Linked DNA regions of Mus musculus: regions 2 and 3 are each linked to region 1. The links are chromatin contacts, called in public Hi-C and Micro-C maps. All regions are on one chromosome and are shown on one strand. The core of a region is the stretch at or near the end of the contact, and the rest is flanking DNA. Distances in the headings are between cores, read along the strand shown.

What was found. A called contact is a pair of places that touch in the nucleus more often than the background predicts.
Region 2: a Hi-C map of nephron progenitors shows a contact between it and region 1, with 3 times the contacts expected there. The contact joins the enhancer-like site here to the promoter of Cdkn2aip in region 1. A contact is called at or near these places in 1 of 39 promoter capture datasets (stem cell-derived epiblast-like cells), 1 of 484 Hi-C or Micro-C datasets (nephron progenitors), 3 of 115 datasets of contacts at active chromatin or transcription factors (bone marrow-derived macrophages, embryonic stem cells and memory CD8 T cells) and 2 of 9 other capture datasets (adipose tissue and liver).
Region 3: a Micro-C map of muscle stem cells shows a contact between it and region 1, with 5 times the contacts expected there. The contact joins the enhancer-like site here to the promoter of Cdkn2aip in region 1. A contact is called at or near these places in 2 of 39 promoter capture datasets (the 3T3-L1 cell line and liver), 3 of 484 Hi-C or Micro-C datasets (the C2C12 cell line, DN3 thymocytes and muscle stem cells) and 7 of 115 datasets of contacts at active chromatin or transcription factors (DN3 thymocytes, acute myeloid leukemia, bone marrow-derived macrophages and 1 more).

The regions. Positions count from the first base shown.
Region 1 is chr8:47,712,470-47,715,463 of GRCm38.p6, forward strand. Cdkn2aip (CDKN2A interacting protein) reads right to left here and starts at 1,462. Exons shown (of 3, transcript NM_172407.3): 1 at 1,051-1,462; 2 at 419-549. The coding sequence starts at 1,301.
Region 2 is chr8:47,930,932-47,933,925 of GRCm38.p6, forward strand. The region is part of intron 1 of Wwc2 (WW, C2 and coiled-coil domain containing 2); the gene reads right to left. Among named protein-coding and RNA genes, the nearest start is that of Gm39173, 17 kb to the right of the region's middle. Within about 2 kb of position 1,525, at least 122 of the 459 cell types and tissues checked have an H3K27ac peak or open chromatin away from gene starts, as enhancers often do. A contact at or near this core is called in adipose tissue and nephron progenitors, where this site is marked.
Region 3 is chr8:47,850,237-47,853,230 of GRCm38.p6, forward strand. Wwc2 (WW, C2 and coiled-coil domain containing 2) reads right to left here. Exons shown (of 23, transcript NM_133791.5): 17 at 1,669-1,790. Among named protein-coding and RNA genes, the nearest start is that of Cldn22, 27 kb to the left of the region's middle. Within about 2 kb of position 1,500, at least 92 of the 459 cell types and tissues checked have an H3K27ac peak or open chromatin away from gene starts, as enhancers often do. A contact at or near this core is called in the C2C12 cell line, acute myeloid leukemia, bone marrow-derived macrophages and 1 more, where this site is marked.

The DNA.
Region 1 (2,994 bases), core at 212-2,711:
GCAAGTTCCAGGATAGGCTGGGCTACACAGAGAAACCCTATCAAAACAAAACAAAACAAGACAAACAAAAGCACAAAAAAATTCTTTTTTCAGAACCAGTAGTTTCTTTTAAAATATGGAACAACTTCATTAGTATGTTAAAACAGTATCAATTAATATGATTAGTTTTTAATATTAAATTAACAGCATCAGACATTGGACTTGAAAATCTAAAAGTTAATCAAATTCAGCACCAAAACAGACAGACAGACTCAGACAGACACACATACACACACAGTGTAGCTTTAACATTTTAACTAGATTAATACAGCATACACATTCTGGATTGTTAAAAAAAATTAGTAATGACAGCGATTCCTAATTTTATAAAGCATATTTTCTAAACTCCTATGTATGTTCACATCTATGATCTGCTAACCATTGCTACTTGATATCCCTCTTTTCTTCACCTTGGCAACCAGTTCGTCTCGTGTGGTATGGATTGGAGCATCTGTCACTTTGATGCCTTCAGCCATACTAAGAATTTTATCCATAACTTTTTGAGGGTACCTGAAAAAGAAGCAAAAGTCGCTCTCAAGAAGTGGTTTGTTTTTGTTGTTGTTATGCTTTATTTTTTTTTTTCCGAAAGTACTGGCAGCGTGAGGAATGCAGGAGTGCGCAGACTGCATTTCCTGGTCGTGATCAAAGTGTACGAACCGCGCGACAATCGAAGATGGCCCAGACGAATGCCCTAAGGGCTCGGGAGGCGGGTCTGTGCCAGGGAACCTTTAAACTCGGGGTCTCCCGGGCAGATACTGTCAGCTAAGCACCAACAACTCCATCTGCCGGGCGCATACCACCCGGACGCCCGGCAACTGTGAGGTCGGGGACAGCCCCGGACGCCCTTCCTGCTCTCCCTCCGAGGACCCACAGTGTCACACCGATTCCCGCGCTTCCCAAGCGGCCCTCCCCAGCGTCGCCGGTCCCCGCGAAAGCGCTCCCCGGCCAGCGGCAGGGGGCGTGGAGCAAAGCCCGGAAGGCTGGCTGGAGAGCGACGCTCCCTCCACTCACCGGCACCCTAGGAAGACATGGTTCGCCCAGGCCATGGAGAAGGAGACCAGCTGCTGGAGCTGCCGAGTGCGGGCTCCGCTCTCCGCGTCCGCAGTCTCGTCGGTGGCGGGGACCAGGTCCCCGGCATTGCGAAGCAGAAACTCCCGGCGGTGGCGCCAGTGTTTGTCCGTCTCGCCCTCGCAGCGCAGCGTCTCCACCCAGGCGGCTACCCGCGGGTTTTGGCTCAGGTACTCGGACACCTCCTGCGCCATGTTGGGGACCCTGCGGGACGGGGAGAGCGCAAGCGCACGGAGCCCCGGGGGCGAAGCGGCCCTGTGTCAGCGCGGCCTGCACCGGCGGCCCTCCCGAGAACGCCCCTCCAGGAGCCCAAACCCCAAACAACAGAACAAGGCGCCGACGAACCGCCCACTTCCGCCGGCCACCGCCTCGCTCCCTTTTATAACCTCGCCGCCGCCGCTGCCGCCGCGCGCACACGCGACCTTCCGGCGCGAGCGCGTCCTCCCAGGATGCTTTGCAGCGCCCAGTCGCCAGCGACTCGCTCGGCGGTCGCGCCGGCGGAGGCGGGGCCGAGGCGACTTCAGCGGCCAGCGGCCCTCCCCGCCCTCGGCGCCTAGGGGCGGCCGCTGGGGCGTTCCGCCGGCGCTTTGTGACGCCGCGCTCCGGGGGGCCGGGAGAGGGGGGCGGTGGGACAAAGCGGGCGGAGCGCGGAGACCTGGAGGCGTCCGAGTTGCCGCCCCGCCCCTCCTGCGCGTTCCGCCCTCGGACGCTCGCGGTCGCACGCGGCCAAAATAAACAAAAGCTGGCTTCCGCGCCTGCGCCCTGCCGCGAAAGCCGCTGAACCCTTGGGCCCGAGGCTCGGAAGGTCTCCGGGCGTTTGGGGACCTGCGGATGCCTTGTGGGATGGGGACAATAAAAGTACCGAGCACGGTTGTAACTTAACGACGAGCACAAGCGGCTCCTCCAGTTGGATCTAACCGGCTCTTTGAAACCAGGCCTTTGCGCTTGCGCCCCACGATCTGGCTGGGTTTCCGCGGTTTCTTAAGTTCCTGGTTCAACCCGCTTCCTCTCCCTTAACGCTTTTGGTCCCCGAACTATAAATGACCCCGTGCCAACTGGTTTTAACTGTTAATCCCGGTTGGACCAAAATGGAAATGTATCTGCTTATCTCGTCCTGGCCTCAGTCCTCAAGAGCAACTGCTTCTGCATTTGTTTTGTTTTGTTTTATGAGTTCGATTTTTTGCTTGCATGTGTGTCTGTGCTACATGTGTGGGCCTGGTGCCCTTGGAGGCAAGAGAGCAATGGCTCTCCTGGAGTTGAGTTGACCCAGGATTTTGAGCGCCCTGTGGGTGCTGGGAATTGAACCCAGCGCCCTGTGGGTGCTGGAGGTCTTCTCTAAGATCTCGTACTACTGAGCCATCTCTCCAACCCATGGATTTTTTTTTCTGGCGTGTTTATTAACATTTCCAAGTCTAGGTATGTGTCAATAAATCAAAGGATCAATGTAATAATATGAGATAGTGATAAATTATGTAATTGAATTTTCCCTCAATAGATTTTTGCGTTTTGTTGTGAAAATGCTTAAATCAGAATAATCACGCAAAAATTCAGTCATTTGGTTACTAAACTTGATAGCCATGGGCCTGTGCCCCAACACTGTTCAGCTCCAATAAGGCAATTAGAAGGGACACGTTAGTAGTGGAAAGCAGGAAAAGGCTTTCAAAGAGGCCACACTGGCAAGGAGAGACAAAGCACCCCTTTAATTCCAGCACTCTGGAGCAGAGGCAGGGGGATCTCTGTGAGTTGAGGCCAGTCTGGTCTACAGAGCTAGTTTCAGGACTCCACAAAAGAACCCCTTTCTCAACTCTCCCCCTTCTCCTAGCAGAGAGAGAGAGGCAGACAGACAGAGAGACAGAGACACAGAGACTGAGACTCACAGGCATCCAT
Region 2 (2,994 bases), core at 275-2,774, 220 kb after region 1:
CCTTCACCGTGAGATCACAGACTGGACTTTGCAGTACAGCCTGGTGCTGATGGGAATTTTAATCATCCTCAAACAACGCCGTATCAAGTAGCCTTGGATAAGCTCTAGGTTAGATACGGACTGGTATGTTGTCCGATGTAGGTTTATAAAGGTGAACTCAGAAGGGTGGCACCTGTCACACAGCTACACACACGCATAAACTGTGTGGGTGAGTGATGGGAACAAGGTGCTGGACCGGAGAAAGTTTTGGGTTGCCATGGCCGTGAAGCTTTTCAGGAAGGAGTGCTGAGATATATCAGATATCTAGCTAGTTAGTGAAGCATGATCATTCACTGACAGGACGTCACCTAACTGGTCCCCATGGAACTGCAGTCAGTGCTCTTCCTGCATCCCGCAGATACCTCTCATTTCATATAGGCACCCAGCACTGAAGGCCACGAAGGCATCACAGCAGATTCCCAGACAATTAAGTCCAGTCTGACTCTTCCAAAGGAAGCTTTGAGAAGGTAAACGAGTCCGGCAGCTTCTACACACCTGCAGCTGCTCACGCTGGAGGGAAAGCACAGCCAGAAGCAGGCGTGCTGTGTGTGCAGGCTTGCTGTGTGTGCAGGCATACTGCCTGTACAGGCGTACTGTGTGTGCAGGCGTATTGTGCCAGGGTGTGGGCACGTAGGGAAGGGACATCTGCATCCATAAACATTGCTGGGTTTCTTAGGAACACTGGCTAAAGGCTTTTTAATTTAGATATAATTCAATTACAGCCAGATTCTACAGAATGTCTACACAGATATTTTATATAAGATGAGGGAACTTTCTTATTTACTTTCCCTAAATCCTGATGAATGCCAGAAAAAAAGGGCAAAAAAAAAAAAATTCAGACTTTTATTTAAATTTCTGATTGAAATATTTTTAAAATCTGCATTTAAGTTATCGACATTAGAATCCAATTTGATGTCTTTGTAGTATATGTAATATTTGGCCAAGGCAGACTGGAGGTTCCGCAACACGTTTTAGTGACAGACTGGCCATGTGATGGTTTGCATGAGTGCTTCTGGACTTGCATCTTCAGTTGACTTGCTATATAAGCAAGGGGTCACTAGAGTTTACCAGCTGTTTATTTCCTTAGCAGTGTGGACCAATGCGAGTGTGCTGTCTGTCACAGACCCCTCCGTGCTTGACTCGCTGATGCCATTTTCCCTCTGCACAGTCCCTTCTCCCGCAGGGTTGGGAAGACAAACAAAAGGTGGCGCTCCTCCTTCAGCACTCAGTGTGTCTGACTCTGTGGACCACATCTGTACTGATGACGCCCATCCGTCACACAGAGTCACTCCCACAATACCACTAGCCTTTGCTATTGTACTACAGCACCGAGCGCTGGCCCTGAGAACAACATGCACACAGATGGAAAGAATCACGGGTTTTTCTAAAGCTCCTAGATTGGAATTTCAAGACTCAAATATCAGAAAAGTGAGCAATGCTGCTAAGCAGCCTAAGGAATGGCATTGACATGCTACAAATCCATTCCATACTGCACGCGTGCTTTGCTAGGTAAACATATGGCTGGATTTCTCCACTGTGGTGTTTCCTCCTCCTCGCTAGCCTGTGTTTTCTTCTGGCATAGCACCAGATCCGCCAAGCACTAAAAGTTAGACATATGGAATGTGAGGAATGTCTGATAACTTCAGAGATCAGCCCTTAGTCATAAACAAAAATGCATGCCCTTTGAGCTTAGCCTCAGACTCCATTTGAGGCAAACAAAAGCCATGAGGCTGAGTGCAGGCACAGGGGACAAGGTGACACGCAAGGTGACATGGGCTGGGCTGGGCCAGGCGAGCTCTAGATAGAGCTGCTCACAGAAACACCGTCCCTTTATTCTAAAAGCTGATGAGCCACGCAGACCAGAGCCTCGCTGAGGCTTAGAGCAGTAAGTAGCACAGGAGTTAGGAAAGACCACTATCATCAGTGAACAATAAAAGATGTTCTGTCCCTGCCGGCTTTCACCAACCCCTCCTTATCAGGGACATATCTTTAGTAATTTAGCCGATTCTATAGGAACAAGTATGTTCAAAATTAGATAGAACCAAAACTCAAAACAACATAAAATAAATGACTTAAGGATTTGCTCTATTCCGATGAATTAGGAATGTCAAACTGAGTATTTATCTCAACTGAATTATTTTCCCTTGAGACAGGGTTTCTCTGTATAGTAGCTTTGGAACAGCTGTTCTAGAACTCACTCTATAGACCAGTTCGAAGCTCCTCGAACTCACAGAGATCTGCCTGGCTCTGCCTCCCAAGTGCTGGAACTAAAGGTATTCGCCACTACACCTGGCTCAATTGAACTATGAAGGGAAATAAACTTCTGAAAGGAAACAAACATGGTGGCTCACAACTGTCACTAACTCTAGTCCCAGGGGACCAGGTGACCTCTTCTAGCCTGAGGGCACTGCATACACAAGGTACACTGATGTAAAGTTAGGCAAACAATCACACACAAAAAATAAAAATAAACAAAAACTTAAAAAAAAACCATAAATGCAAAGGAATAAAGGAGGGGTCATAGACAAGAGCACCTTAATTAGGGGTAACAGAGAAATGGTAGAGAGGTGACTTAGCAAACCAGAAAAATGGGGAAACCAAGTCACCAAAGAAAAAGCCCAGAAGCAGATCAAATCGCACTGCAAGAGCCTGAAATGGGCTTCCAGCTTCCAAGACTTCACTGTAGCCTGCGCCTGGGAAGCCAGTTAGGAAACAGCGCACCAGAGCTGGCAGGGAGGGAAGAATCAATTCTCTGCAGAGGCTCAACCAGAGGCGCTGGAGACTTGCAGGCCAGCATCTGGTGCAGCTTACAGAAAAGGTGCCTTGTCAGAAACAAAAAAAATGGAGGCAATGTGAACTCACTGAGAGCAAGCTTCCCCAGTTCCCTTGCAGGTCGTTTCGGAGAAGCCCAGGCACTGGGCTGACATTTGTCGGGCTGGGGACGGATTGAGTTGT
Region 3 (2,994 bases), core at 250-2,749, 140 kb after region 1:
ATCAGGGGCTGGAGAGATGGTTCAGTGTTTAAGGGCACCAACTGCTCTTCCGAAGGTCCTGAGTTCAAATACCAGCAACCACACGGTGGCTCACAACCATCTGTAATGAGATCTAACATCCTCTTCTGGTGTGTCTGAAGAAAGCTACAGTGTACTTAGATATAATAATAAATAAATCTTTAAAAAAGTAAAAAATAAAATAAAATAAAACAAAAATCTGTGATCAGGTTATACAGAGTGACACTGCAGGACCACTGTGAAGGGTGGAACATGGCACACTTGGCTGACAGAGTGACACTGCAGGACCACTGTGAAGGTTGGAACATGGCACACTTGGCTGAGTTTCCTGTTCTAAAACTAGAAAGAATCCTTTTCACTGACTTAAGTGTCAAGCCTTAACCACAATGGGTGACATATTGGCAGACTGACAGACTGGTTATTAAGTGTCCAGCCATGAAGGGAACACAAGGGAGAACCAATAGTGACCACAGAGAACTGAAAGTCCCCCCTTTTAAACCCACGAAGTGCATTCCTTGAACTGGCAGAAAAGCTTGATGCTTAGGGACACTAGGACAAACCTTATGAACGTCTCTCCCATGCTGGCCTTATCTACGGTGTCCCTGTGCCTTTGGACATCATGCTGTAGCCCTTCCTTACAAATGTCCACGTCTAACATTTGTGACATTCCTCATCACTCTGAATTTCTAACATGTTTTATCTTTGCATGTGTACATACATACACACGAGTGCAGACCTTACATGCTAAGTCGTCCAACCGTTGCATAATAGTATAATGACTGTTCATAAAAATTAATCTGAATTCGTTTATACATGAAAGCTACTCAAAATGGAGGCACTGGCTAAAATGTCTTTTAAGAGAACATAGCAGACACCTAGGAGATGGCCTTTGCATGCAGACAGACACACAGACACATGACCTGACATCCTTAAAGGACGGGTTGCTGACACAGAGGAGGAAACCCAAGACCAATATTGCAGTGATGATAGCGACTTTGCCTAAGAACATCCTGAATGATACTTCTGGGAGACAGACAGAGACAGAGACAGACAGAGAGAGAGAGAGGGAGATAGAGACAGACAGACAGAGACAGAGAGAGACAGACAGAGACAGAGATGGGGCGAGAGAGAGAGAGAGAGAGAGAGAGAAGAAAGTTGCAACCCTTTAATACATCATGTTGTCATGATCCCTAATCATAAAAATTATTTTGCTGTTACTTCATAATTGTAATTTTGATACTGTTATGAATCAACATAAATATCTGTGCTTTCTGATGGTCTTAGGCAACCCCTGTGAAAGGGTTGTTCAGACCTCAGGGGTCCCTACCTGCAAGCTGAGAACCACTGCTCTGTAACATAAGACTTCATAGCTTTCTAAATGAAAGTGTAGACAAAAATCAAATGCACAGCACACAGCAGGCACTGCCGCAGGAGCAAGAGAAAGAGCCCAGCTAATGGGCTGACCCTGCCAGTTTCTCCCTTCCTTCCTCTAACTCTCCAATGACAGGGAGAGGCTCTAGCCAGCACACCCTGATGCTGCACTGTTTGCCACAGTTCCAAACTAAGATAGGAACCTATAAACCACCCCAAAGGTCCTGAGAGAAACTAAGTCTGGCCCAAGTTCCCCAGAGAAAGGCAGAGGCTGCTCACCAGTCTCTCCCTGGACCCCGCCGCTCTGGCCTTAGCTCCTCCTCCTCCTCCTCCTGGGCCAGTTCTTGTTCCACAGCCAAGAGCTCAGCTGAAGTTCTCGCAAGTAAGGCTGACACGGCGTCCTGCAGAACGGAAACCATACGGCACTTAACACCAGACACTCCAAATCTGATGCAGACTTACATTTCCAGCTGTGAAGAAACAGCTTGTACCAGACCTGCTGAGAACAGATATGAGAGCTGAGCAAAATGAAACCAAAAACAAACACAAACTCCCAGATGTTGCAAGGCAAGAGGACTGTCAGGGGGCTGTCAGGCTGGAGGGCTGAGGTCTCAGAGAAAGCGAAGACAGAAGAGAGGTGGCCATCACTGCCAGTGCTTCCTCTAACGGCATTTGTCAACCTAGCCATGAGGCCCGCAGGCTCAACAGATGGGCGCCTGGAATGGTGGCCCCGCAGCCCACAGCATGCAAACACCAGCATGGAGTGCAGAGCTACCAAGGCAGTCCACATAAAAGGGGTAGAGGAAATGAATGGTGAGGTGGGCCCCAAATTACACATTTTGCCTTCCAAAGCTACATCTGTACAAAGCCAGACACAGCGAAAGCCAAAACCAGTCACTAGCAACCTAAACAGCCAGCAGATATCTCATGCCTCACAGGGCTCTAAGAGAGAAAACTTGGAATTCAATCCCCCTAGGTGACACAGGCAACTTTCCCATGGTGTCATCTGCCTTCCAGAAGAGCACCAGCTCCTCTCCGCAGTATTTCAGCTGGCGCTTTTATAATACGGCCAGCATTCCACCAATAGCTAAGGGTAGAAAGCCACCCCCCCTCCCCCAAATAGACAACAGAGGCAGACTCACAAGTGATTCACACACTGCAGTTTATCAGAGATAGCAATTAAACTTTGGCAACTCGCATATTAAAGAAAAACTGATGAAATTACAGATTCTTCTACTAACATGAAGACAAAGAAAACCACAGCAATGCATAGGAAAACAGCTGCTGCATGGCAGGGAGGAGAGAACCTGGCGAGCAGTGGGAGGAGACAGGGCGGGGTCCACTCTACCAGTTTAGGTTGGGTCGGTGGCAAGATGACAGCTCACAAGGCCATGTCCATGGGAATGGATGTGAGAGAAGTCAGGACAAATAGCCACCAACAGAGAAGACAAACAGCTAAGACAGGTTAGTTGGTGCCCCAGTCACGGCAAGGGATGTATGTTCAAGGACTCTGGCCACTGATCATCCTAAGAACTGGGGGTAAGAGAAAACCAGGGGACAGGTTTGTACCGCTGAACACTGAAGCCACAGGCTGAGCCGAGGACA